Linked DNA regions of Zea mays: region 1 is linked to region 2. The links are chromatin contacts, called in public Hi-C maps. All regions are on one chromosome and are shown on one strand. Each heading gives the region's core, a stretch centred on a gene start, on an enhancer-like site or on the middle of the called end of the contact. The rest is flanking DNA. Distances are from core to core; before and after follow the strand shown.

Evidence for each region. A called contact is a pair of places that touch in the nucleus more often than the background predicts.
Region 1: a Hi-C map of leaf mesophyll shows a contact between it and region 2, with 4 times the contacts expected there. The contact joins the enhancer-like site here to the promoter of LOC100383222 in region 2. A contact is called at or near these places in 7 of 25 Hi-C or Micro-C datasets (bundle sheath, ear, leaf and 2 more).

What each region holds. Positions count from the first base shown.
Region 1 is chr7:29,372,049-29,375,392 of Zm-B73-REFERENCE-NAM-5.0, reverse strand. No RefSeq gene overlaps it. Among protein-coding and RNA genes, the nearest start is that of LOC100285481, 12 kb to the left of the region's middle. Within about 2 kb of position 1,987, at least 17 of the 20 cell types and tissues checked have an H3K27ac peak or open chromatin away from gene starts, as enhancers often do. A contact at or near this core is called in bundle sheath, ear, leaf and 2 more, where this site is marked.
Region 2 is chr7:29,259,218-29,262,713 of Zm-B73-REFERENCE-NAM-5.0, reverse strand. It overlaps LOC100383222, which reads left to right and starts at 2,019. Exons shown (of 3, transcript NM_001175884.1): 1 at 2,019-3,496. The coding sequence starts at 2,138. It overlaps LOC103632191, which reads right to left. Exons shown (of 7, transcript XR_002263601.3): 7 at 1,764-3,496.

The sequences.
Region 1 (3,344 bases), core at 738-3,237, 110 kb before region 2:
TCTTTGAGTTACTATAACGTTGGCTTGTAATATTACAGACCCAACTAGAAGAAGAGAGGAGGGAACGTCAAGAGATGGAGGCGAGGATAATGGCGGAGCGGGAGGCTCGCCTGGTGGCTGATCAGAGGATGGCAGAGACGTTCCAGTACATGCAGAGCCTTGGCGCCGAACAGAGTTTTGCTCCGCCACCTCCATTGTTCCCTGCAGTTGACCCTGCTCTATTCCATACTCTTGTGAGTATCAAAATTGTAGTTACATGTTGGTAATGCATATAGTATAACACATGCAATCTCTTCTCTGTGCAGGGCCAATCTGGGGCGGCATCCAACAACCCTCATGAAGGGTTCAGCCCAACGCAGCACCAGTCCAACCGCCCACCTCCATGAGAGTTATGTTTTTAGTGTTTCGAACACAAAACTTATGTTGAATACTTGTCAGAGCTTGTGAACTTGTGTTGATACTTCTAAACTTCTGTTAATACTGTTTGTGTTGAGAACCTCTCAACTTATGTCAGAATTTGTGTTAATATTGTTTGTGTTGGCTATATATGTCTGTGATGATCTGTGATGTATATATGTGATATCTGTGAAATATCTTTTGTTTGTTTGGATGGAATAGGGAAAACAAATAAAAAAGGTGTGTACTGGTCACTTTGCCGAGTGTAACACTCGGTAAAGAAGTGCTTTGCCGAATGTCAGAACCATAGCACTCGACAAAGAACCAAGACCTGGGCACCGGTATAGGTTCTTTGCCGAGTGTAGTGGCTCTGGCACTCGGCAAAGAAGCACGCTTTGCCGAGTGCCATATCAAGCACTCGACAAAGTACCTGACATGGGGACCCCTCTAGCGGATTCTTTGCCGAGTGCTGTCAGTCAGACACTCGGCAAACGTAACTCCTTTGCCGAGTGTCGCCTGGAATACTCGGCAAAGACTCCGTCTCCGTCACCCGTCGCCGTAACGGCTGCTTTTCTTTGCTGAGTGCTCTCTGGCACTCGGCAAACCACTTTGCCGAGTGCCCAAGAAAAAGTAATCGGCAAAGACGGCTTTGCCAATGCGCTGTATGCCGAGCCCTCTTTGTCGAGTGCGACACTCGGCAAAGAGTTTGCCGAGTGTTTTTAAGGCTTTGCCGAGTGCTTCAGGCACTCGGCAAAGCCGTCGGTTCCGGTAGTGTCTGTTTTGTCATTGTGGAGGGCCTAGTGAGGACATGGTTGTGCTCGAGTATGACCTTTTTTTTAAAAAAAAAAACACGACCCCGTCTCTCGTGTTCATTGCGCACAGCATTGCTTTGCATTCCTTTTTTGCTTGTTTTTCCATGATCACGGTCTGATCCTCTACTATGAGTAATTTTATCAGCAAATGAGCATTCAAAATCTTGCGCTCGGCCACCGTTTCTCTTCCTATTTTTCCTCATGTTAAATCCAAATAACACAGCGTACGTCTCATAGAGATCATATGCTTCACTCATGCTATGGAAGTGAATATGCAGAGTTGGCATGAACTTTTTTGTGATCATCGGATCCTGCAGTTTTGTTAGGTAATTTCTTACTAGCAATTGAAGAACATCTAGCTAGAGTATGTCTGCAGAATAAATACTTACACGGGTGTACAACTGTAATGCCCAGTTTTTTTGTTAAATAAAGTGGGAAAATAGTTAGCTATATATTATGCGGATCTTTTAATTATTTAACATACATGCACACCATCATATCTAATTGTTTTAATCAATTAATGAATAAAGATATGTAAGTATACATCCCATGCTGGATTTTTTTTGTGTTGCATTTAATTTGAAATTAAGGATTCAAATCATATTTTAATTTGAGTTCAGATTTAAAAATAATAATGATAGGAAAAAGAAATAGAAAATAAAAACAAGAGATAAAAGAAAGAAAAAGAAAACTTCACGTTGGGCCAGAACCCATCCAAGGCCCAGCTTACCTCGTGCATGCACCCAACCCAGCCTCGGAGCGCAACAGCTAGGCCCCGGTCGCCAGTCGCTCTGCGCGCACTCCGCGCCTTATCTTCTGTCACCGCCATGCACACACCATCATCTGTCACCGTCGCGTGGGACCGAGAGGTCAGCTCCGCTTCACCATCGATGCAGCGTCGCAGCAACGAGCTTGAAATAGAATTTGTGGGGTGGGATTCGGTTAGGATCCAAATCACTTCGTCCGGGCCTATATATCTGCGAGCATTGCGGCGTCAACCCATATGTTGGCTAGAGTCTGCACCTCGTCGTGATAGCCGCCATAGCCGAGCGTGGAAGAGAAGGGAGGTGTGCCGCCGCCGCAGTTGCTTATCCCCAACACCACGGGTTCGACGTTGGCAGTGAGTCCAGTGGGTTCAACCGAAGACGGGAAGGTTGTCCGCGTGGCGGTGCGCGGGTGTAAGGAAAATGGACCTCAGCCCATTTAACTAAATGATTTTGGTGGTTAATAATCAACATAATATGTAGACTAATGTGTTTGTATTTGTAGTTTATAGGATGTTAAAGTAACTTGGACTAAGGCATTGAGGAAGCAACACCTCAAAAAACATTATGAAGATCATAAGTGAAGATCAACAAGTATCAAGCAAAGTTCAATACTTAAAGAAAGTGTAGCCACTCACGGACCGTCCGGCTGAGAGCAGCGGACTGTCCGGTGGCACACCTAACAGTCTGATGCCACCCGACGGACTGTTTAGTGCACCAGGGAACTGCAGCCCAACGACTAGCTCCTGGTGGCACTATGGAGGAGAGCCACCGGACTGTCTGGTGCAAGGCTGACACGCGGCAACGATCACCTACAGCGTTCATATCCAATGGCTTGTGGGGCACCAGACACAACACTAGACTGTCCGGTGTACCATAGAGAGCAGCAATTTTTCTCTATCAGCTAGTTTCGAGTTGGGGCCTATATATACATCACCCAACCGACCATTTGAAGGTGTGGGAGCTCAAGTAACATACCAACACATGTTATAGACATTTCCAAGTGCTCATACACCCAAGTGCTTAATAGAATCACTCGGTGATTAGTGTAGGTGCTTTGCGTAGTGCTTAGGTTAGTTAGACCGCTTATGCGCTTGCTCAAGGTTGTTCCTAGTTAGTTGAGTGAGTTTAGAAAAACCCACAAAACCCCTCGGCTCTTGTGCGAGTCGTTGTAATATTGTACCGAGTGGGACGAGAGTCTTGCGAGATCGTGACAACCGAGTTTGTGTCACGGCCACCACCTTGTACTGGAGAGAACGAGGCTCGCGGCGTTTCAAACGAAAGCTCGATAGTGGAGACGGCAGGGAGCGTCCGAGAGGAGCCGGAAGTGGAGCACCACTTGCGCGTGGAGAAGGCCCGTGGCTCTCTATAG
Region 2 (3,496 bases), core at 770-3,269:
GCTTTATGCTATTGCTTTACCTTAATCAACGAACATGATGTGAACATTTATGATACGCTGATGTTATCCCGATAATGATCTTGTGATACTTTAAGGGACGTAGGCTGTTTCCTGAGTACCTCTCCGTAAGGACCTGTTTGTTGAGTGACTACTAGGATAACAGTGCAACCATGAGGGTGGAATGGGACGCCCTTAGCTGATTAATTAGAGGAACTTGAGGTGTAGTTGGCTTCACCGTAGGGCCATCAATGGGGTCCGGGCACAGTACTTGCTCTACCGAGACTGGTTGCTGAGATTCTTTCGATTTGATTTTGCTAGTCACCCTTCTTGTGGGGAGAAGTACTGTGTTTATCAAACTGGAGAAATCTAATGGGCTGCTATGACCTCTAGGGAATCTTTGTAAAGGCTACGTAGTGAAACCTTGCCTACTCACCTTGGTAATGTTTGAGGGTTTGATCGACCCGAGGCAAAAAAGGATCACGACTCGTGGGTAAAGTGTGCAACCTCTGCAGAGTGTTAGAAACTGGTATATCAGTCGTGCTCCCGGTTAAGAGCAACTTTGGAATCCTCTTTGATTAGAAGAACTTTGGATACTTTTATGATTATGGTTAATGATGATAAATATAACTCTGATCTCTGGTATTTCCACTTGGAGGGAGTACTTTTGGGTAATAACTAGGTTTATTGCTAAAACATGGCTTTACTACTAGGTAATAAATACCTGACCAACTAAAAACAACTGCTTAACCTTAACTCTACATACAGCTAGTCCACTTTAGTCAAACGAGACATTTGCTGAGTACGTTGATGTGTACTCACCCTTGCTTTAAAAACCACCCCCACCCAGGTTATCCCCACTGTATTCAGTGCTCAGGAGGAGATACAGTCAACGTAGAGGACTTTGAGGAGTTTTAGGACTAGGTCGAGTTTTAGTTATGTTAGTGGAAAATCCACAGTCAGCTGCCTATGAAGGCCTTATCTGCTATGTTCGCTTTTCCGCACTTTGATAATATTAATGACAATGTTATGTTAATGACTTTGTGGATGTCTTGGACATCTTGATGTAATAAAGTATTATTTCCGCTATTTACTTTGAGCAATGTGTGATGATGTCTAATTATGTAACTGTTGTGTACGTGAGTTTCTGATCCTGCCACGTACATGGTTCGTATTCAGTTTGCCTTCCAAAACTGGGTGTGACAGATTACATATTCACACTCGCAGGACGAGCTATATCATGGAAAAGCTCAAATCAAACAATCACGGTATCGTCGATAATATATGTTGAGTTTATTATATGTTATGAAACAACCTAACAAACTAGGTGGCTGAACAAATTTATACTTTATTTAAAAGAATAGAAAACATATCAAAGTCACCGGAGCTATACTTCGATAATGAACTAACAGTATGTTACTCCTATAATAAAAAGTCAAGTGCTGCCATCAAACAGGTTGATATTAGGAAAAATTCCTGGTATGCCATCCGATTTTATACTATATTAAGCATTATGATATAAATAAGAAAGTACATGATCAAACAGATAAACTTGAGCATATACATAGAGAGCAAATGCTTGCAACTCCTCTCACTGAGGACTTGGACTTCCACCCAACATGATCTGAAATCACGTACTGGGTTTAATAGAACGCGCATATGATTCTAGATTAATAGGTCATAAATTTCACTAATTTCCCTTAAGACTATGTTATTTGTTTTGAGATAGAAACATATACTAATGTTATTAAGTTCAGAAGCATATATAATAGACGGTCGTAACACCTTGGTCTTCGTGTATCGATTTATCATAGAGTGAAAATTGTAGGATAAGAAATAAACAATCTAAAGTGTTAGCGCGCGGGCACCAGCACGCGAGCGTCGGTCCATTTTCTTTAGCTCCTCTAGTAGAAGATAAAGTGGTGGGGCCATTCGAGTACTGAGCCTCTCCGTGCCAACCAAGCGAAGTCTTCGTCAACGCTTGCGGGAGCTGTCAGGTGTCAGCCAAACCCCTCCTCGTTCTCAGCCTCACAGTCACAGCAGCTTTACGCAATACGCACCAAGCCACCAACAGCTGATTCTCTACTAATCCAATCTCCAAACCAACCATCGAGTTCTCGCGCCACGTACTGATCCGGCAATGGACAACAATGGAGAGAAGACGACGACCATCATCCACACTCTGCGAGATGCGCTGCTTCACTTTGCAGTCAAGTCCAAGAAGCTCGCGTCGCCACTGCTGGAGCCATTCGGGCGGGCGACCGAGCCGACCACCGTCAACGACGACGAGCTGATGGCGCTCAAGTCCAAACTGCGGCGGATCCGCGCCACCCTCCGCGACGCCGAGAGCCTGTCCGTCACCGATTGCTCCGTCCAGCTGTGGCTGGCCGAGCTCGGCGACCTCGAGAACCGGGCCGAGGATGTGGTCGAGGAGCTGGAGTACGAGTCCCGCCGCTCGGCGCAGCTGGAGGAGCTCAAGCAAGACTTGCTCTACGCCGCCACGACGCGGAAGCAGCGCCGGGAGGTGGCGCTGCTGTTCGCGCCCCCGCCCGCGAGGCGGCTCCGCCGCAAGATCGACGACGTCTGGGCGAGGTACGAAGAGATCGCGTCGGACAGGAAGACGCTCCGGCTGCGGCCAGGCGACGGCGGCTGCGCGCCCCGGCCCGCGGCCAGCCCGCTCGTGCCAAGCAGCGTGCTTCCCCGTACCGAGCGCCTCCACGGGAGGCATGGCGACGTCGAGAGGGTCGCCGCGCTGGTCCTCGGGGATCCGGACGGCGGGACGAGCTACGCCGTCGTGCCCATCGTCGGGATGGCCGGCGTCGGCAAGACTGCTCTGATGCAGCACGTCTGCGGCATGGAGACGGTGAAGTCGTGCTTTGAACTGACGCGCTGGGTTTGGGTCTCCCAGGATTTTGACGTTGTCAGCGTGACCCGCAAGATTGTTGAGGCGATCACCAGATCGCGCCCGGAGTGCGGCGAGCTGAGCACGCTTCATGAGCTCATAGTTGAGCACCTTGCCGGGAAGAGGTGCTTGATCGTTCTTGACGACGTGTGGGATGACAATCCCAGCCACTGGAACAGCCTGACGGCCCCGCTGAGCCACTGCGCGCCAGGGAGTGCGGTTGCCGTGACGACGAGGAGCAACAAGGTTGCCAGGATGGTGAGCACCAAGGTGTATCATCTCAAATGCTTGTCAGATGAAGACTGCTGGCTTGTATGCCAGCGACGGGCACTGCCAAATAGCGGTGCCAACGTCCACAAAGAACTCGTTGAGATCGGTGAGAGGATCGCCAAGAAATGCCACGGCTTGCCATTGGCGGCAGAGGCAGCTGGTAGCGTCCTGAGCACTTCAGCCGTCTGGGAGCACTGGAATGAAGTCCTGAATAACGACTTGTGGGCTGACAATGAGGTGAAGAACCTGGTACTGCCGGTGCTGAAGGTGAGCTACGACCACCTGTCCATGCCGCTGAAGCGCAGCTTCGCGTTTTGTTCATTGTTT